Linked DNA regions of Mus musculus: region 2 is linked to region 1. A link is a contact called in public Micro-C data. All regions are on one chromosome and are shown on one strand. The core of a region is the stretch at or near the end of the contact, and the rest is flanking DNA. Distances in the headings are between cores, read along the strand shown. Region 1 overlaps Myo3b (myosin IIIB). Region 2 has its middle 18 kb from the start of Sp5.

Region 1 (5,131 bases), core at 1,804-4,303:
GAATCACAGGCATGAGTAGCCATGAGTGCTGGCATCTGAACTTAGGTCTTCATTCTTGTATAGCAAGCTCTCTTACCCACTTAGCCATCTCTCCAGCTCTATTGTCTAGTTCTAATAAGGAATAAAGAACTCTCCAAGGGTTGAGGGTATAATGCGAAGGGCACTCCAGCATTCCTAGCATTGCCGCTCCTCTTCCCTGATCTGGTCCAGGTGCTGTTGCCTATCTTTACCTTGTATGCTCTTTAGCTTTGAACACACAAAGTGGAAGGTGTTAAAATGTTCTTTAAAGGACAGATGACTGCGTGAATCTGAGTGTGTGCGCTAATGAATCTTTTATTACAAAAATGAGAATGTTTTACTTTTTCATTCATTACTACCATTACCACCACAAGTAGGCCCCTGCCAAGGCCCAGTGACATCTCTCAGGTTAGAGTCACATTCAACTCAGCTCCTTGTGAACACTGTCACCTCTCATGTCCACCTGGTTCCAAAGTAAGCAATCCTGAGACGCTTTTTGGTCTCCACCTCCAACCTATCTGCCTTTTCCACTCTAGGTGAAACTGCAGCCCTCCTTTCTCTTCGATACCGAATACAAAGGTTATGAAAACATGGCTCTGCAGATGATTTGCCTGGTTCACATTCAGATGAGCTAAGGGTCTGTGCCTAAGCTGCAGAGGAAACTGTCCTGGAGTCTGATCAAGGGAGAAGCACAAAGTCAGTAGGCACCATGACCAGGTTAACTTCCATGGTCAATTGAATTAAGGAGGTACCTCATTAATGGGTGTGTGCTAGGGGAACTTTTCCAACGATGATTAGCTGAGGGGAGAAGACTTGCCCTGAGTGTGGGAGGCACTATTCCATGGGTTCCAGACTGAACAAGCAAAGGGGTGAAAGGAAAAAGCCTGCTGGGTGCCAGCGTCCCCCTTTCTACCCCATTGCATCTCTGCTGTGGTGGACTGCATCTTCAGACAGAAAGCCAGGGTAAACCCTTCCTCCTTTAAGAGCTTGTCGCAGCGATAAGCAGAGTGACTACTACCAGAATCCCCTTGCCTTGTGAACTTTCAGCTCTACTAACTGGAGTGTCTACCAGTTCTGGCACTATTTGTTAGCTGAGAGACAGGTTATGAGTCTCCAGGCATCTGAATCTCAACAATTGCTAATCTATGAAAATGTATCAATGTCTGTCTTCTTTCCTCACCAAAATAAATGACTAGAAGACCTTGCAGCAAAATATTTCCAATTTCTTCCTTTTTTCTGATCAAGACTATTTTTGTGATGAAAAGTGACACATACCCCACTGGTACTCTCTCCTATGCATGCACCAAGGGAGAAGATGACACAGGTGGGGATAATCTTCACAGCGAGCTAAAATTAGCATCCAGATGTATAGCTTTTCAGATACTTTTCTACACATTTAATATGTATTTTAAAAACTAGTGGCTCATGACTGTTATGTGAAGTGACATACCAGCATTTTAGAGTTCCTCTTATGATCCTGAGCATATATTTATATAACTGTATAATACCATCATATTTATGGTTGTATAGTGTTTCATTGAATGATTAGCATACGTGACTATATAATGTATTTTAAATACTCAGCTTGTGCTGTGCAGTTTTGCACTGAGTGATTAATACAAATGAATTGAGTAATAACACATTTGTAAACATTTAAATGGTGTCCATCTCTCACATTACGAATGAGGGACCATTGAGTACTCAATGGGCATGGCTCTGAGTTCCAATTCATTTAGTTCCCTGGGATAAATATTTGGTGTGAAGTTGTTGGGCCTAAGAGTGAGAAAATCCTTTTTCTATTCCAAGGGTTTAAATTACATCATCAGTTTCTCCCCTAAAAAGTAACAAAGCTTAACATCTAGCCACAGATGTATGGAAGGTCCATTTTTCCATTGTATCTCCAACACTAGATGTTATCAGTCTTTTTAATCTTCACATGTTTTTGTCAGAAATAGGTACCTTGATATTTTCCTTACATTTATAAAGAGGAAAACATCATCATGAGCTTTAATATATGATATCATGGGACTATGAAGGGCAGACTAGAAGAAGAAGGACCTTAACAGGGTACAGCTGGGCAACAGGGACCCCATATGCTTGCGTCTCACAGCTTGGCTTTTGGTTGGTTTTTCTCATTTGTTTTGGATACTCAGCACTTTTTATAAAAATATTGAAACACACATCTTACATCTCTCTCGAGTGAGTATTGCTGCCAAAGGAGTTAGTTATGCAAATCCCACTTAAATATGTGGATATGTGATTGCTCTTAAGTAGACGTAGGTTTCTGTTTTAGAACACCGCTCAAGGACTGATTTATCTGAAGGGCTCCAGGAGCTAATAAATGTCTCATATAAGTCAGTACCAGTTAGGTTTGTGAACTTATGCTAATTTCCCGAACCCTACTAGGCTTTTAAGGATGGTCATATTTGTTCACCCCATTGTTTTTCTCCAACTGGGATCCTACCGTGTTAATTTGTCAGCTCTTGGGTTCTTGTTTCTTTCCTTTCCTCCCTGGTCTGCACTATGTTACTGCAGACAGCTGTCGCTATAAAAGCCTAAGGTGGGAACAGAAAGGTTTTCTTCCTTCTGATGAAAACGACGCCTTATTGGACAGCCACTCGGAAAGCTGTCTTGGACCATTAGCGTCCCAGCCTCCAGCGGAGAAAAGGACTGGAATGGAAGCAGGGTCAGGGGGCTCTGCGATCTCAATGTGTATGCAGCACTGTCTGAGGGTCGCAGCCTGACAGAATAGCAGAGCAAGTCTTCACACAGCACTGGAGTTCAGGGGCGGGCCGGTGTGATGTCACCGGAAAACTGCAGCAGTGCGACCGCAGTAGCAGCAGCAGCAGCAGCAGCAGCAGCAGCAGCAGCAGCAGCAGCAGCCTCCTGGATGCCCGGAGAGAACTGAGGTCTTGGTTGCTTCATTCATTCTGGAACTCCAGCAAATGATTCACGTCCCCCATTTCACAGACCAGAGGGAGGGAACTGGGCTATCTGAATAAACAGAACTGGTCAGAACCAGATGGAAACCAGATCTGGCTGCCACAGAGCCTGCCTGCGCTCTCTGTCTGCAGCATTGTTTTGTTACCGGACTAGCGTGCCACCATTACATTGGGGATCATAATGAATGTCCAAAGGGAAGCAATGACAAGGCCTCCAAGCGGCTTCTTTTGTTTCACCTCTGCTTTGTCCTTTGAGTAGGTTTTGTCTTCTGACGGACTTCCACTTGGTTGTTCAGTCCGGTCTTGAACTACTAGGCACAGGAAACATCCCTGGCTCCGCCCCTTGAGTAGCTAGGCCTACAGCCACAGGTCTCCTCACTCAGCGTGGCCGTGGTCGGGTTTTGAAATGGCTTATGGGTTGACCTATGTAGAGTCATAGTGTTAGCACCTTAAAAACTGAATTAGCACCACGTATGGTGCCACACGCCTTTCATCCCAGCACCTGGAAGGCAGAGGCAAGCAGATCTCTATGAGTCTGAGGCTAGCCTTGTTTACATAGTGAGTTCCAGACTAGTCAGTGCCATATAGAAAGATTCAGTCTAAAACCAAACCAAACCAAACCAAACAAACAAACAAAAAACCTAAACAACCAAAACCCCAAACCGATGGCACTAGATAGATATTTACTGAAGTTCAGCAGGAGTGATGGAAAGGATTGTGATCTGCAGAGAACTAGGCAGGAGAGTTGGGGAGAAGGCTGGGGAACTGCCTTGGGCTTTCATTGTAACTTTTTGTATTAACCGCATTTCAAAGTTCCACAAGAGATGCAGGAATTTCTGAGCATGGCAGCACACCTATTGCTTTGTCTTTGTCTTTCACAGGGCTGTAGTCAGGAGCACTGACACACAAACGCAGGAACCTTCTCTGAACTCTGGAGACATCTGACATCCTTTATCTCCTAAGTACCGAAGTATCCGGTTCTCAAAAGGAAGGGTGTTCTCTTACCAGAGTGCAGTGTCTAAAATCGGAAAATTAAGATTAGTAGCAAGACTCTATGACTCACTCCACGGTGTTCTGATTTTTGCAAAAGATGCCAGGGGCAACTTCTGTAGCAGAAGAAACCCAGGATTGGGGGTGGGGGGGTGGGGATGGGGGTGGTGGTCACATTCTCTTATGTCTCCTTCCAGCTGGGAAAGCGCCTCAGCCATCCCCTCTGTTTCGTTTTGTAGCCTACTGGCCAGTTATCTTCCAACAGACTCCTCTGTTGGGGTCTGTCTGCTGTTTCCTCAGGATTAAATCCAGGTCATGCTCATTTGGCAGGAAATCCGCAGACAAGGTGCTGTTCTGAGGGTTGCGTGCGGTCTGGTGGCTCCATCTCTGTGATGCTGTCATTTGGTCACAGTGGCTTCTGCAAGGTTCCTCTGTGTCCTTCTACAGCTTTCTTGTGGGGATTTATTCTGACATTATGAAAATAGCTTGTTATTCCCTCGTCTCTCACCTTCTGCTTTGGGCACTCGTTCATGATGCTTGCCTAGAGCAGTGATTGTTTCCATACTTGAAAAATGTTGATTTTCAATCACCAAATCTACATTTATTATTTCACATTATAATTGCAATGAAGAATTTCCTTCCACCTTCTCTGCCATTTTCCCCTTCTATTAATGTGGATTTCTGAATTCTTTTACCTAACCCAATGGGTTTTTTCTTTTTCTTTTTTTTTTTTTCATTATACTTTATCTTGATGTTCAAACTATCCTGAATTTAGCACTGGCTTAATATTAAAGGACCTGAGGTACCAACACTGAACTATGCTATCAAGACTTCCATAGAGGAAGAATTATGTTGCCAGGGACTATTCTTAGGCATGAGTGGTTTCATGTGTCAGATGAGGCTATATATATTTTTGTGTGTGTATATATGTGTGTGTGTCTGTATATATATATGTGTGTGTGTATGTATGTGTATATATGTGTTTATATATGTACACATGTGTGTATCTGTGTGTGTATATATATATATATATATACACATACACGCACACACACAGATACACACATGTGTGCACACACATACACACAGGCACACACACACACACACACACACATGCACACACAGTGTGTGTTATCTCATTTACTTTTCATGACTTGGGGAGGAAGCTATCCCACCAATTG
Region 2 (5,131 bases), core at 1,594-4,093, 120 kb before region 1:
ACATTCTCTGGAATGTCCACAGTCTGATTGCTGAGAATGGTCTTCATCCTCGCAGTAGATGGGGCAAAGAGAGAACGTCTTTCCTAAACATTCCATTTTAAATACAAAGCTTGGACTCTGGGCCAGAGCCCCCTTTCAGTACCCTCATAACTTACTCTTGTTTGACAGCGAGGAGTGGGGACTTAGTTGCCTGTCTCTGGGATATATATTGACAAGTAGGATATTTTCCTGTTTTTGGATTTAACAGAGTTTTGAATAACTTTAGACCACATTTCTGTCTACCACCTCCCCACTTTCTTTACCGCTAAGGATCAAACCCAGTACTTTCAATGCTACTGAACCTCTGAGATACATTGCTGCTGGTCCAGTTGTCTCTTGAAAATAGTTACTTCATTTTATAAAAAATATTTTTGTTTAATTTTTTAAAAAATTTATTTCTTTTACTTATATGAGTGTTTTGCTTTCATGTACGCACATATATCATATGTGTACCTGCAGAAGTCACAAGAGGGCATTAGGTCTCCTAGAACTGGAGTTATGGATGGGCGTAAAACACCGTGTGGGTGCTGGGAACAGAACCCAAGGTCCTCTGCAAGGGTGACAACTGCTATTAACCACCAAGCCATCTCTTTAGCCCCTAAAGACAGTTTTGTTTTGTTTTTTATTAGCGTGTGAAGAATCAAGTCCAATTATGGAATTTTTCAAACAACTTTGGAGGACAGTTATTTTAGGCACAGTGGTAACCTCTGTTCCTCCTTTGGGTGGGGTGGGATTTTAAGATGCAGAAAGCCTTAATTTTCTTGACATTTTAGTGCTGCCAGATCTCAGCGTTTTATAAAATGTTTTAGACAAATGTGTTGTGGGCTGAGGCAAAGCAGAACTCCAACCTGGGATCTCAGGGGGACTCAAGGCTGCTTCTTCCCCTTAAAGCTCATTCATTTGCCTCCTGGGGTGAAGGCGCTGTGGTTGGTTGTAGTCTTCACTTCCAAAGAGCCTTTGTCACGTGGGTGATGCCCTGGTCTCCCATCCCAGGACCAAGCCAGGCTTTCTATGTCATCTGTAAGAGTGACTTCATCAACCTTCAGACTCCGGAGGACTTAGGAATACAACAAGGTAGATGTAAATAGAAGAGGAAGAACCAAATACATGTCTGTGTACTTTTACTTTCTTCCTGCGAGATTCACTCTCTCTCCTCTCTGTATAACACCCACCGTGAGCTATGTTTTCTGAAAGCAGGGTAACTATGGAGTTTCTTTAAAACATTTCTGGGGGCAGGAGCTGAGGACCGAACCTCAGGTCTAGTGCATGACACAGCAGCTTACATTCCTAGTTTGGATTCCAGAAGAGCAAGTAACTCAGCCACTGTGCAACCGGAGAGGTGCGGCTGAGCAGTTCTGAGGGCTCTCCTTACCTCTCAGGGCCCAATTTCTGCGAAATAAGGACTGCGGCTTCTGCCTCTGTTTTTGTTTCTGGACTCTAAGGACACACTAGAGACGCTTTTTTTTTTTTTTTTTTCTTTCCTATGTTGCTTTCAGGAAGATTTTTTTTTTCTACTCAGTCTTTTTATAAAGACCAGTTTACACACACACACACACACACACACACACACACACACAAATGTACAATTAAATTTACTATTTTAACCATTTTAGTTTTTATTTCTCATTTTGTAAAATGGAAAGCTGTCTTCTCATTAAATATCTCTCCATCCCTTTCTGTCCCCAGCCCATGCCACCTACCGTTCTACTCTCTGGCCCTGTGGATTTAACACTTCATATCCACTGGGTGAGAAGAGGCATATGTACTTGTCCTTTTGTGCTGTCTCATTGCTCTTACTACAATGTCCTCAGGCTTCACCCTGTTGTAGAGGGAGGAGCAGTTGCCTCCCCTTTAAAGACCAGAGTAATGACCCTCAAACAAGAGAAGTAAGAGAAAGAAAAGAAACCCTCCTCGATCATAAATTTAAAGGGAGAAACAGGCCTTGAAGTCCAACCTAGTTTTAAATATGGACGTTGAGAGTCAGAGGAGGTAAGAGGGCCATGGCAGGCTACCTCAAAGCTTAGCAGGGCTCTCTGGGGCACACAGACTCTGTGTAAGGAGGGAGAGGGTGGGGTCTGCTGAGCATGATCCTGGACATAGAGGTTTAAAGAGCACTGGACAGAAGGAAAAATAGCCTGAGTAGTCCTGCATACACCTTGAGTGTAGGGACTGGGAAAGGGGCAGGCATGGGGTGCCTAACACTGAGAAGGAGCCTGGCATACAGACATGGGGGAGGACCTGCCATGGAAACTCAAGGATATGGAATGCCCAGGCTCAGAAAAGTGCTAGTAAACAAGACACGCAGCACCTCTGCCCCCCCCCCCCCCCGCGCGCGCGCTTCCCAGAAGCTCTGTGGGTGGCCCCAGGACAGAGAGGCGGCTCCCCTCTCACTAGTTTCTCAGGGAAATGGGAAACCTTCAGTCCTTCAGTAGCGATTTTCTTCCTTTTGGGGTTTTGGAGACCCAGATAAACCCCGAGCCAGCCGCCATGCATAAGCTGTTGATTATAGACCTGCTTTTAATCGGCGGCAATTAACAAGCCGCTTGAAACGTTGCTATGCACTGGGGGACAAGGTGTTAACACGTTTGGCACCCATCTGGAGGAAACCAGCCAGAATAGTTTGTCACAGGGTCAATCAGCATCGGTCAGCTGGGACGCAGGCATCCCCTGTTAAGGGGCTGTAGTTAAGGATGAAATCGCAAATCATGAAATAGGCCCTGGAAACTGGGCCCTTAGGTACTCATGGTCCTGGAGTATACCAGTGAGCGAAGGACTCAGAATTCTCGAGGCAACAGCAAGCTGTCCAAGCCAGTAAGCAATTCAAGACTGCGTGTTGCCCTGCTGGCTACTTCTGGCTTACATCAGCTCTCCCATGACTACGTGTCTGCTGTCCCGGCCCATCTCTCCAATCTTAGAGCTGTACAGTATGTGACATGTTGAAACTTTCCACTTCATTTAATGACTCTGAGCATCAAGCTGTTGGTGTGTCACTTGTTTCTTTTTATTGTTGTATAATATTCCACTGTGTGTACCCATCCTGGTTTATTTATTTACTCCTCAAAGGACATTTTGGTTGTAAAAGTTTGAGGTGATTTCAAATAATTTCGCTGTAAATATGGCGTACAAGTGTGTAACTACTTGATTCTCACTTCATTTTCGTGCAATGTCTTCTAGAATCCCAGTGAGAATCTTTGGTCTATGGGCTGGAAAGATGATTTGGTGGTTGAGTAAACTTTTTGTCCTTGCAGAGACCACGGTGGCTCACAACCACCCATCATTTTGGTTCTTTTCAGGCTCCAAGCATGTGGTGTAGAGACATACACGCAGGCAAACACTTATATGCATAAAATAAATAATAAGTAAAAAAGAAACATTTAACTTGAGAGAAAATGAAGAAAAGATAGGTCGTTTCTGAAAATCCCGACTATTTATGCACCCTCTGTGTGACTGGGCTCTGGGTAGGGGCTTGGAGTTGAAGTCTTGCCTTTGCCACTTGATCTCAAAGCCTCCCCATGCTGCAGGCAGCTCAATAACACCAGCCCTGACATTATTGTGAGCATGCAGTATAGATGTGCAGGTGTCAGCTTGAAGGTATAGCTTCCATGCTGGTGAGATGGCTCAGCAGGTAAAGGCACTTGCTGCCAAGCCTGAGACCAGAGTTTGCTCACTGGGATCACATGGTAGAAGGCAAGAACCAGCTCCTACAAGCTGTCCACTGATTTACACACACACACACACACACACACACACACACACACACACACACACACACACCCTACCACACACAAAATAAGTAAATGTAATTTAAAGAACAACCCTGTAGCTCTATAAAGTAGCACTGGCTATTACACTGCAAATCCAATATCATTCCTTCAGTCTAGTCAACTCCTGACTCCTCGGTGACCATTACAATGGACACTGGTCCGAGTGGAGGCTCATGACATTAATCTCAGCACTCAGGAGCAAGAGACAAGGGAGGTGGATCTCTGAGTTCAAGACCAGCCTAGTCTACAAAGCAAATTGTAGGACACCCAGGGATTTACAGAGAAACCTTGCCTTGGGGGAGGGGGGGGGAAGGACACTTTGGATCTTGCATGTCAGCCTTAATGAACTCCACAGTGATGCCCTGCTGTGGACTCTGTATGGGCTAAGGTCTGAGGTTGGGTAGCACTGCTTTCTGAGTACCTTCCCCTGGAAGTACTTGCCCTCCAGTGTGCTGTGAATCTCTCTAGCCTGCCCTTTCCTAGTCCACTTTCTGAGCATTAGAATGCCTCTCAGCCCATGTCTGTTTTGGAGTGTGGCCTTCTCAGAGGCAGGGACTGTGGGTCTTGTTTACCACGTATCTCTGGTACCTCACCTCTTGTTTGTCATTAGGGCTTCATTAAATGCATACGAGTCAAGATCCTGCTCATGGATATTAGCAAAGGGTTTACCACCCAGTTAGTTCCCCTAGAAGATCTAGGTCTGCTGTATGCAAGGTGATCTCTATTAAGGACGCCTCTGCCCAAGGGAGAACCCTGCATCAGACACTGATGACAGTTTCAAGGCCACCAGCTTCACTGGGGTGAACACTAGGAGGGAAACACAGCAGGCAGACCAAGGTAGCATGAGCTTCCAGCTGTAAGAGAGGAACTAGTCAGGACTTAAAGTTAGAAAAGACTAGTAAGTACTAGCTGCAAGTGATGTCTAAGTCCTAGCTGCAAGTGATGCAGATAGCCCACTAGCCCTGGGAATTGTTTATGATAAGATGTGGGAAACTATACCTGTGTTAGTTGCTGTCCTGCTACTGTAACACAACACCTGACACAAACAACTGATATGAGGTTAGGTTTATATTGGCTCACAGTTGAGGAAATAAAGTCTATATTATACCAGGACAGGCAAGGTGACTGGGAGCTCTAGCAGAGGGAGCTTGTAGTAGCTGCTTGCTGCATGGTGCCCACTGTACAGAGAGAGCTCAGCTGTAATCAGGGCGGGGCTTTATAACCTGGGACCAACTTTCTCCTCAAGGTTCTGCAATTACTCAAAGTATCACCATCAGCCAGGCACCAAGTCAAAGGCATGAGCTTGTTCAGGAATTCAGGCATAGATT

The links. Hi-C and Micro-C count contacts between places; a contact is called where the count stands out from the background.
Region 2: a contact with region 1 is called in a Micro-C map of embryonic stem cells, with 2.5 times the contacts expected there. The contact joins two enhancer-like sites. A contact is called at or near these places in 10 of 39 promoter capture datasets (cranial neural crest, embryonic stem cells, frontonasal cranial neural crest and 5 more), 5 of 484 Hi-C or Micro-C datasets (cerebellar granule neurons, cerebellum, embryonic stem cells and 1 more), 1 of 115 datasets of contacts at active chromatin or transcription factors (embryonic stem cells) and 1 of 9 other capture datasets (embryonic stem cells).

Annotation. Positions count from the first base shown.
Region 1 is chr2:70,338,418-70,343,548 of GRCm38.p6, reverse strand. The region is part of intron 30 of Myo3b (myosin IIIB); the gene reads right to left. Among named protein-coding and RNA genes, the nearest start is that of Sp5, 130 kb to the left of the region's middle. Within about 2 kb of position 3,053, at least 8 of the 459 cell types and tissues checked have an H3K27ac peak or open chromatin away from gene starts, as enhancers often do. A contact at or near this core is called in embryonic stem cells, where this site is marked.
Region 2 is chr2:70,453,898-70,459,028 of GRCm38.p6, reverse strand. It overlaps the pseudogene Rpl9-ps7. Among named protein-coding and RNA genes, the nearest start is that of Sp5, 18 kb to the left of the region's middle. Within about 2 kb of position 2,843, at least 20 of the 459 cell types and tissues checked have an H3K27ac peak or open chromatin away from gene starts, as enhancers often do. A contact at or near this core is called in embryonic stem cells, where this site is marked.